Linked DNA regions of Mus musculus: regions 2 and 3 are each linked to region 1. Evidence: chromatin contacts called from public promoter capture Hi-C data. All regions are on one chromosome and are shown on one strand. The core of a region is the stretch at or near the end of the contact, and the rest is flanking DNA. Distances in the headings are between cores, read along the strand shown.

Evidence for each region. Promoter capture Hi-C pulls out the DNA fragments that hold promoters and counts their contacts.
Region 2: a contact with region 1 is called in a promoter capture Hi-C map of hippocampal neurons, with 2.5 times the contacts expected there. The contact joins the promoter of 1700025J12Rik here to the promoter of Cog7 in region 1. A contact is called at or near these places in 1 of 39 promoter capture datasets (hippocampal neurons) and 1 of 9 other capture datasets (adipose tissue).
Region 3: a promoter capture Hi-C map of the 3T3-L1 cell line shows a contact between it and region 1, with 2.1 times the contacts expected there. The contact joins the enhancer-like site here to the promoter of Cog7 in region 1. A contact is called at or near these places in 11 of 39 promoter capture datasets (the 3T3-L1 cell line, 3T3-L1-derived adipocytes, HPC-7-derived erythroid cells and 6 more), 2 of 484 Hi-C or Micro-C datasets (embryonic fibroblasts and stem cell-derived primordial germ cell-like cells), 1 of 115 datasets of contacts at active chromatin or transcription factors (large pre-B cells) and 1 of 9 other capture datasets (adipose tissue).

What each region holds. Positions count from the first base shown.
Region 1 is chr7:121,980,113-121,983,452 of GRCm38.p6, reverse strand. Cog7 (component of oligomeric golgi complex 7) reads left to right here and starts at 1,760. Exons shown (of 17, transcript NM_001033318.3): 1 at 1,760-2,036. The coding sequence starts at 1,868.
Region 2 is chr7:121,588,240-121,591,579 of GRCm38.p6, reverse strand. 1700025J12Rik (RIKEN cDNA 1700025J12 gene) reads right to left here and starts at 1,677. Exons shown (of 2, transcript NR_131051.1): 1 at 1,210-1,677; 2 at 1-150. It overlaps 4933432K03Rik (RIKEN cDNA 4933432K03 gene), which reads left to right and starts at 1,744. Exons shown (of 3, transcript NR_102286.1): 1 at 1,744-1,826; 2 at 2,126-2,369.
Region 3 is chr7:121,640,162-121,643,501 of GRCm38.p6, reverse strand. It overlaps Usp31 (ubiquitin specific peptidase 31), which reads left to right. Exons shown (of 16, transcript NM_001033173.2): 16 at 1-1,481. Among named protein-coding and RNA genes, the nearest start is that of 1700025J12Rik, 52 kb to the right of the region's middle. Within about 2 kb of position 1,726, at least 49 of the 459 cell types and tissues checked have an H3K27ac peak or open chromatin away from gene starts, as enhancers often do. A contact at or near this core is called in adipose tissue and stem cell-derived primordial germ cell-like cells, where this site is marked.

The DNA.
Region 1 (3,340 bases), core at 511-3,010:
CTGGCTGTCCTGGAACTCACTTTGTAGACCAGGCTGGCCTCGAACTCAGAAATCCACCTGCCTCTGCCTGCCGAGTGCTGGGATTAAAGGCGTGTGGCACCACACCCGACTATATATTTCTTTTTTGCTGTTTGGTTTGTTTTTGAGACAGGGTCTTGCTACGTATGCCTAAATGATTTCAAACTTAAGGAATCTTCCTCTTTCTGCATCCCCAGTGCTGGGATTGCAGGCGTGTATCACCACATGAAGTCAGACATGTGATTTTCTTCCTCCCTTCTCTGCTTCCTCTTCTTTATATTGAATATTCATGTCCATAGTGCTGTGTTTCATAAAGACAATCTACCTAACTGTACTATGCATTTTACCCCTGTTCCCTTCTGCATATCTTCCCTCTTTCCCACCTCCACCTTCCATTCTTTTTCCTCCCGTGTCTTTCCTCTGCTCTCATGTTAGATATTCTTTTAGGTGTTTATACAATCTGGATCCAGAACTGAGAGAAAACGTGAACTTCGTCTTCTGGCTTCTTTTGCTTATTACCTTTAGCTGTATCCATTCCCCACAACACCATGTCCTCCTTTTGGGTACTGTACATATTTTTAAGTGCACATATACTCTTCTCCATGACAGACAAATATTAAGGCCATAGCAAGTCTCTGTACATTTAGAACAGAGTCATAATATGTGTTCCTGATACACGGAATTAAATTAGAAACCAACGCTAGAACATGCAGTGGTGGCTTAAGCCAGAAATCCCAGCATGTGGGAGGTTCGATCTTTGAGGCATGGGTTTGAGTTCTAGGATAGAAGAACGGAACCCGTCTTTAAAAACAACAAACAAACAACAACATCCTCACAACAACAACAACATCCTCTACTTTGCTATACTAGACAAGAGCAAAAAAAAAAAAAAAAATCGGAGAAAGAAAGGAAGAAGGAAGAAAGGTAGAAAGAAAGAAAAAACCTAACTAGTAAAGAAAATGATGGAAAATGAGTGGAAGAATTGGAGGAAAAGTAATTTTTGAAGATTATTGAAGATTACTGAAATTAGACCAGAGTTAGGGGAGACCATTATCAAATCTATAGAAATCTATGAGGAGAGATGGTCCAGCGGTTAATAGTACTGGCAGCTCTTCCAGAGGACCTGCGTTCCACTCCCAGCATTGATAACCACATGTAACATCCCACTTCCAGGAGATCTTTCATTCTCATCTGGCCTCTGCCCGCACCAGACAGGCAAGTGGGTCACACACATACAGAGGCAAAACACTCCATATAAAATAAAATAAAATTAAAAAAAAAACCAAACTGCTGCCGGGCGTGGTGGCGCACACCTTTAATCCCAGCACTCGGGAGGCAGAGGCAGGCGAATTTCTGAGTTCGAGGCCAGCCTAGTCTACAACGTGAGTTCCAGGACAGCCAGGGCTACACAGAGAAACCCTGTCTCAAAGCAAAACCAAACCAAACCAAAAAACCAAAAAACCAAAAAACCCAAACTGCTGTATGCATTTAGTGAGGACGGAAAACTAGCAACATTACTCCTACATACAGAGTTTATATTTCTCAGCTGCTCCCTTCTCAGACGTCAATCTTCTAGTCTTGAGGAAACACGCGTTTACTTAGTTTACTGCTCGACAAATAAGAGCAGAAAACGAACTGTCGTACCTGTCCGGACTGCGCGAAGCTCGCTGCTCTAACAGGAACAGTTGCTATGGTAATAGGCACCGACTTCCGGAAGAAGTACGGCGCGCGACGAGGGACATTCGGCCTCGGCGCGAGTGCGCTGACGGGGCGGCAAGTAAAGCTTGGTGGGTTTCGACGGGTGTCCCGAAGGCGGTGTCGCTCGGCGCCAACCCGGAGACCGCGCGCCATGGACTTCTCCAAGTTCCTGGCTGACGACTTCGACGTGAAGGACTGGATTAATGCGGCCTTCAGAGCCGGCCCCAAAGACGGGGCGGCGGGGAAGGCGGACGGTCACGCAGCCACCCTGGTAATGAAGCTGCAGCTGTTCATCCAGGAGGTGAACCACGCCGTGGAGGGTGAGCCACGCAGACGCCCACCCGCCCGCCCCGGCACCCGACTGCAGGACCGGGCCCAGGGGCCAAGCCTCTCCTTTGGTGGGAAAGCGAGCCCTGCAGTAGTCTGAGTTAGGTCTAGGCTTTGGTGTTCACGTCCGACGATGCCATAACATTTCCTTTAAAAACTAAAAACTAAAAACAAAAAAAAAACCCCAATAATAATAATAATAACAATCTGGGAGTGGTGGCGACCGCCGTTAATTTCCGCACTGGGGAGGTGGTGCTGGACGGTCAGGAATTCAAAGCCAGCTTCAGTTGCAAAGTGAGTTCGAGGCCGGCCTAGGCTATAGGATCGCTCTCGCCGGCTCTCGCACGCTCTTTTACTCTTCCTTCTCCTTCCCCCTTCTTATTTACAGTCTCACTCTGTCGCCTAGGTTCGCCTCAAACTCGCCTTCTGCCCCAGCTTCCCTAATTCTGGCATTACAGATATGTGCCCCCCCCCCCCAAAAAAAGCTCTTTGGGTTTGGAGTAATTGCTCAGTGGTTACTACTCTTGTAGAGAACCTAAACTTAATTCTCAGCACCCACATCAGTTGGCACACAACTACCTGTAACTCCAGTTCCATGGGATTCAGTGGCCTCCTTGGGCATAAACACTCACATGCACATACTGACACACAGACAAACATGGGTGAATGTAATTAAAAAATAAATCTTGAAAGAAGGCCTTTTGGAGGTGGTGGGGTAGATAGACTCTCATGTAACCCATACTGGCCTTGAATTTGCTCTATGATGGAGGGTGACCTTGAACTCTTGATCTTCATGCCTTTGATTCTGAAATTCTGGGATTATAGACATGTTCTGTCATGCCTGGCATAAAGAGTCACTTTTGAGAGCATTTAATAGTTAACTGGTCCTAGTATTTAGCAGTATATGAGAATGACACAAATCCATTAATATATCTTTGTAAGCTAAGGAAGATGGGCCATCCTGAATGAAGACTTTAACTGTGTGTGTGTGAGAGAGAGAGAGAGCGAGAGAGAGGAAGAAAGAGAGAATGAGAGAGAGAAGACGAGAGAGAGGGGGGGGAGAGAGAGAGAGAGAGAATGAGAGAGAAAGAGAGAATATATGTTGCTGAATCAGTGCTCCTCCTTGCTGCTTCACTGTGTTGAGGACACAGTACCACATAGATAGCCTGGGTTATGGTGCTGCAGCTTGGTTTCCAGGCATATTTTCCCCACATCTGCATGTGTGTGGGAGCAGCGAAAAAGCAGGCTAGTGCTTCTTAGTGGCTCCTGGGACCCACATCCTCGTGTTCTGAGGTGT
Region 2 (3,340 bases), core at 428-2,927, 390 kb after region 1:
GCCTTTTAATAGAAAAGATACAAATAACCTAGGCGTTGGAAGTTGAGGGTTTCACTAGATGGCTCTGTTCCATAGAGGAAGCCCGGCATCACAGAGAGCTGCGGCGTGAATAAGGCCTATAAACTCTGAAAGATCAGCATGTCTCCAGACCTGCCAACAGGAATTAAAAACGATAACAAGGCCAAAGCTTACACACTTCATATACTCCTTGAAAAGACTTCCTTCTAGAAGTGCTAGCTAGCAAATGTTGGATATGATAATTAAAATGAAAACCATTTTGTTTGGCGGACATATTATGGCTTAGTTCTTGTCCCATGAGAAGTTAGGTTGCTCTGAAATCATTCATTCATTCCTTCATTCCTTCATTTGATCATTAGTTTCTGCAACAAATATCATTGCCTGTGGGCCTGTGTCCTTCCTTGTGATGCAGAGTTAGTAGGAGGGTAGAGAGCAAGGAAGGCAATGTGTAAACATTATGGAGCAGTGTGATGGAATGAACACTGCAGAAAAGTAAAGCAGGAGGGAATAGAAGTTGCTGGAGCACAAGAGTTAGGAGATTTAGAGGCTCCGGGAGAAGAGTCTAGACAGGTGAGGGTCCATAATTGTGCTGATTTCTGGAGCTGTAGGCAGGTAGAAGACTCCAACAAGCACCCTATCCAGAAAAAAAAAATACCAGCTAAACCATGGCTCTAATCTCACTAGAAGCTAAGTGAAACCTTTTGACTGCAGGATGGTCAGAGGGGCTGGCACTCAAACTCTGTTAGCAGTTGCTACATTGCCCTTGGGTTGGGCACATAAAAGATTGTTCAGTGAACATCAGTTATGCAACAGTTGTGTGCCCAGGCCTGTACAAGCACCTGAAGCTCAGAGACTGCTCAGCAAACCTGATAAAGAAACCGGGAAGTGCTGCCAGACCTCCTGGCTCAGGCCTGCAACCCCAGCCACTCTGGAGGCAGAGGCAAGAAGTTCGAGTACGTCCTGCTCTACAGTGAGTTCAAAGCCCAGGAAACCCAGAGACTCCGACTCAAAATAAAAACCTCAGAAACAGGACTGGGATGTAGCTCAGTGGTAGAGTGCTTGCCTTACAGAGCTCTGGGTTCAACCCCTTGGGTTGGGGTTGGGGACAGAGGGGACAGAGGAGCATCTGGCCTTGGCGTGGGAAGGAAAGGGGCTTCCTGCCTGCGTTGTGTTCTCATCCAACTTCCCCACCTTATTAAAGTCCACGCTCCCTGGCTTCCGTCAGATCTCAAAGTCTTCAGTTTGTTCTTACTCTGGGGCTCTAGCTGGTTCCTGTGTTGATGTCCAGGTCCCTGGGTCTTTTCCTGGGGTAACTGCTCACCATACAACCTCCAGACAATTGTCACCTATCCTCAGGAATGACCCGGGTCCATCATCTTGCTTGTCTGTTTCCTTCCCAGCACCCTCTGAGGTTACTGGCACACAAGTTAACTCTGTCTGTCTCCTGCCTTCTCCACAGGAGCTGGAACTCAGCTGTCCTCATTCAGCTTTCCATCTCCAGGGCCAGGCAAACGGAGACACTCCGTGAATAAAGATGAACCGACTTATTTACTAAACAAGGAACATTGATGCCTCCTGGAATCAAGATCCACGCCCTGACCAGCCTTCCTCGGCCACTCCCCTTCCTGCCTCTGCGCATGATGGAGGGCCGATCTGCCCACTCTCTGATGCCCTCATTGGCTATAGGAACTATTGGAATCTAGACTGCAAGACTCCAATCAGTTTAACAGTTGAGACGATAGACAGGGAGCCAGCCAGAAACATTTCTTAAATCTCCGCCTTTGCCTCTTTCAAACTGTATGCCCTAGGTAAGTTAATTTACCTCTCTGAGCCCCAGCCTCAGTTTCTCCCAGCCGGGCAGGCAATACTTTCAATAAACAGCAGGCTTTGATATTCTGCCAAACAGTAATTACCGATGGCTGTGTCTGGAAGATTGGCTTGCACCACCCCTTCTGGGGAAGAGAGCCCTGCTTCCGGCCCACAGGGACCCTTGAAGAGAGACCTCTAGAACTGAAAGTCCACACTCAGTGATTGTGCCCCTGGGGAGCAGGAGGTAATGATCCGGGGACGGCTAATGAGCTTCCGCCTCGGCTCTCTCCCGTTGCAGGTGGTATGGCAGAGTTCCAGGCCCAGCGGCTGCTCCCTGCACCTGCCCCCTCCACATCCAATTTCTTTGCAATGGCCTAAAAAGCTAACCAAGCTGAAATAGCTCATTCCAAGGCTCTCAAACTCCGGCACCATTATTCAGTGTTTGCAGAGGCCTAGCCTCATCCCTGCCACTCACCATTTCCCATCTGTTGGGAGCACTTGGCTGTGGTATCTTCGATGCTCACCGTCCCGTTGGGCTTGAGGTAAGGGCTAAAGGGTTGCCCCATAGGGCATTTCTAGCTGTGGATGCCTGCAGGGACCCTGTCATTCTCCAGCATTCTTTCCTGGTGCTTGACATTGTGGTTATAACCATAATTCTGTTACAATAAGATAAAAACCACTAGCAAACATCCCTAGAGGTGTGTGGCCATGATAGCTTAGACTACCAGCTGGGAATCTGTTTGCCTACATTTGGCTCCATCATTTGATAAATGAAATCTTGGGTCTCCAAGTCCAATATAATGTTAGCTCTCTTTTTCTATGTGTGCGTCATGAATTGAACCCCAGGCTTTGTACCTGCTAAGCACATGTTCTACTACTGAGCTATATCTGCAGCCCCCAACAGTAGCTTTTTTTGTTACTCACTCCTTGCTTTGTGGTAGCCAGCAGTAATCATAAACATGTGAGTGAAAAAAATTCTAGTTAATATTTATCAAGACTCTATATTGTTAATTTTGCTTAATTTGCTTTGTCTCCACAAGACACGCTAGTGACTAACTTTGGGGGTGGGTAGTGAGTGTTCAGTTAAGATTAGACACAGGGTCTATGACCCCCCCCAGCTGTTTATGTGAGTGAGTTGCATGAGAGCAAGAGGTCATTTCCCCTACATTTATTTGTCTATGTAGGGATGTGTGCATGTGTGCATAGACCATGACAATTTGTGGGAGGTGGTTCTCTCCTCCATGTAAACTCAGGTTGTCAGGCTTAGTGGCAAGCACCCTCACCGTCTGAGCCACCTCATTGGTCCTGATGAAATCATCTTAAGGATTCATTTCCAGGATTAGAGAAAAGATGATTTATCTCAGGCTCGGCCCATAGACTGAGGAGGTGTGAAGGTGAGAGGCACTTCCTATTTCTAATCATCTTGGTTCCTGCGTGATTCTCCCTGTCACGCTTGGGGCTTCACGCTGGCCCTTGTCAGGTGTAGCAACAGAAATGGTGGGCAGTCCCATCT
Region 3 (3,340 bases), core at 477-2,976, 340 kb after region 1:
ACAGTTTACGGTGAGAATCATCACTGCCATGCAGGGCACTCAGGAAGAGCTCCAGTTGCTCTGGACAAGAAAATGAAAAGGTGTCAGTCCCTGGCTTGGAATCAGGGTGTGTGCATGTGTGTGTGCGTGTGTGTGTGTGTGTGTGTGTGTGTGCGCGTGCGTGTGCGTGTGTGGTGGGGGGCTTTCTGACTTCAAGGCCCGAATTGGATGTGTGAAGTGTTTTATGCTTGGTGTGTCCAGGTATTGTTCTTATTTGCTGGTGGCAGGCAGAGTGCCCTGAGGGGTCTGAATTAATTCACACAGCCTCTCTCCAGATTCTACTCTGGGGCTGACACCGACCCATGCAGGAGAGGGAAAAATGTCCAGGTTAAAAAATATGGTAGAAGACAGTGGAAAGTTTCCTGCCTAGCCTTGCAAACCCTGCCCTGCTCTGGCAGCACCGGTGTAACCCACAGGCAGCACTGGGCCTCCTGCTCAGGTTCACTCCCTCTAGGTCTTTTCTGTGTAGTTTCTGGAATCCTTTTTAGTTTGAAACAAATGTGAAACATTTTATTCAAATTATTTTGGAGCCTTTTTTGTTGTTGTTTTTTTATGTAATTAAAAAGATCATGTAATACTTAACCAGAAATGTTACCTACAGAGGCACATGAAATTTGGTTTTAGTCTGTGGTGAGCCAGGCACACTATACCATCTTCAGAATAATCCACTGTGCTGTGTGTCCTCATCCCATTGAGCATCAGACTGCCTACAAAAAGTTTATCTGACATGGTCCGTATTTTAAGGCTATCAGGAAAACATCAGAGCTGGGACAGCTTTGGCACAGCCTCCCAGAGCCGAGCTCTCTGCTGCTATGAACTCTGCAGCGGGGACTTTGCTAGGTGCTATTCCAGACTGGGGGCCGTGTTTCTGCGCTTGCGGCTCTGTTGGGTTTTCCTGTAGGCATTTGTGTTGTGTAGCTTTGCTCACCAACTGTGCCTCTCACCACTGGTTAAAATTGAGTTCAGGCCCATTACCAAAATGTGTTTTTTTGTTTTTGTTTTGTTTTGTTTTTGTTTTGATTCTCTTGTGATTTTGCACCGGCGTCTATTTCTCCAGTTGTCTTAAAAGCTGCATGTCATGTCACTGTACACAAAATGCTTTGGTGTCATTCACGAGCCACCATTAGTGAGCTCTGTATAAGTTTAATTTTGCAGTAAAAGGACGGCAGAGTATCCTTCCTGCAGGCTGGAAGAAAGTGTATCCTACATTTTAAATTATGTTAGGCCAAGTGCATGAGGTGTGGCACTGCCTTCTGTTATTTATTTGTATATTTTATTATTCAAGGTGTACGCACTTTTAAGAAGCAGAATTTATATTTTTATGTTGAAAACGTTTTATTTCTGAGACAGCAGTTGGTTGTATAGTATATAGTTGGAATTAAGAGAAAACTGGAAAATGTAACAAAACATAATAAATTTATTACATGATGCCTTCTTCAAGACATATTTGTCTTTTCTCTCCCTTGCCAAACCAGTTTTTAAAATGTTGAATAGTGTTTGTACTGCATAGGTTTCTCTAACAAAAGGCTTTAAAACTGCAGTGTTTCAGGTAAAACATCAAGTTACAGGATACTGCCATGCAGTTTGGCCAACTCCCCATGCAATTACTGTGTAAAAAGATCACATCCATACTTGTTCAGTGCTCCCAGTCAGCAGTTATATGAGATAAGAGACTATTTGTCCTGGGCTACAGAGCTGGCCTTGAAAGAGCTCACATTCTGCCCCATTTCCAGCGGATTCTCATTGTTCTTCTTTGGTTGTAAGAGGAAGCTGCAACATAAAAATATTCTTTCCTCAGCCTTCTCTCACCCCGTATACACATTACCTGCTTTATTATTTTTATGTGTATGAATGTTTTGCTTGCATGTATGTAAGTGCACCACTCGTGTGCTGGTGCGTAGGGCCTGGGGGAGGCTAGAAGTAGCTGTGCTCCACTATGTGGGAGCTGGACCGAGGCTCTAAAAGAGTAGCCACTGCTCCTAACCACCGAACCATCTCTCCAGCACTCCAGTAACTGACTTCTGAGGTGTTTTTGTTTGGTTTTGGTTTTGGTTTTCCCCTAGCTATCTGGCCAACGGAATGCTCTAGTGGGACTGTCATATCACTTATGACCACTTGGGGGCAATAGAGCTCAGCATTGTATTGTAAGTCCAGTTTACCGATTTTAAACTTCTCATCTGAGGGTAGAAATGCCTGAGGTGAATTGATTCCTCGTCTGGTAAATACTCCAGCCAGCCATCACTCTCGGAGAGCACCATGGAGCAGGTACCTTTCCATTCCAAAGCACAACATCATGGCTGGGTTGGGGTAGACCACATGCTCCGTCATCCAAAATAGCACTCGGCTCTCCCTCTAGTTTGGAGTGGTAAAATTTCTCCTTTAGCTTAACCACAGCACACTGTTTACTAAAGAGGTTTCACCATGGGTATAAATGTTCATGTACAATATATAGATCTAGTATTTGCATAGATATTTAAGGACCACTCTGGCTCCACTGTATTTGGAGGATTATTTTCAAATACTTGAATGCTTACTGTTTCCACAACATGTTTTAGCCTCTTAAGTCTTCCTGAAGAAAGAAAAGGCATGGCAGAGCTCCTTGGCCAGGTCTACTTACTTGTCCTTTGAGTTAAAGCCCCCATGAGAGAGTTGAAGTCTACGCCCATAGAAAAAGGTTGAAAACCTTTCACCCCAAGTCAGGGCCCTTCCCAGGTGGGCTCCAGACTTGAGCAGATGTTTGGTGTTGCCAGTGGCTCGCCCCTTTTCTTGGCATCTCCTCCGTGTGGGTTGCCCCAGACTTTTCCTGATCTGGTGGATAGGGTCTTTCTCCTGTGGAGCCCTCTGAGATTCTGTCTTAACTACATTGTGGCTCACCACATTTCTCTCTCCCTGTCAGCATTCACTACACAGGAAGAACAAGGGATCTCCTCTCTTGGAGACAGATTTTACATATTTGGCCCAATGAGCATCACCCCATTCTTTATAGTTTCCAGGGCTATGTCATTAATTTGACATGCTCTTTTGGTTTAAACAGCTCCATTCTTTTCTCAATTTGTTTTTTATGTATGTATGTATGTATGTATGTATGTATGTATGTATGTGTATAAGTGCTTGGCCTACACATATGTTAGTGCTTCATATATATGCCTGGTGCCCATTGAGATATGAAGATCCCCCTAGAACTGGAGTTGCAGGTGGTTGTGAGCCACCCTGTGGGGCCTGGGAATTGAACCCGGTCCTCTGCAAGAGCAACAAATGCTCTTAACCTTTGAGTCAATTCTCCAGCTCCCCTATTTTTTCC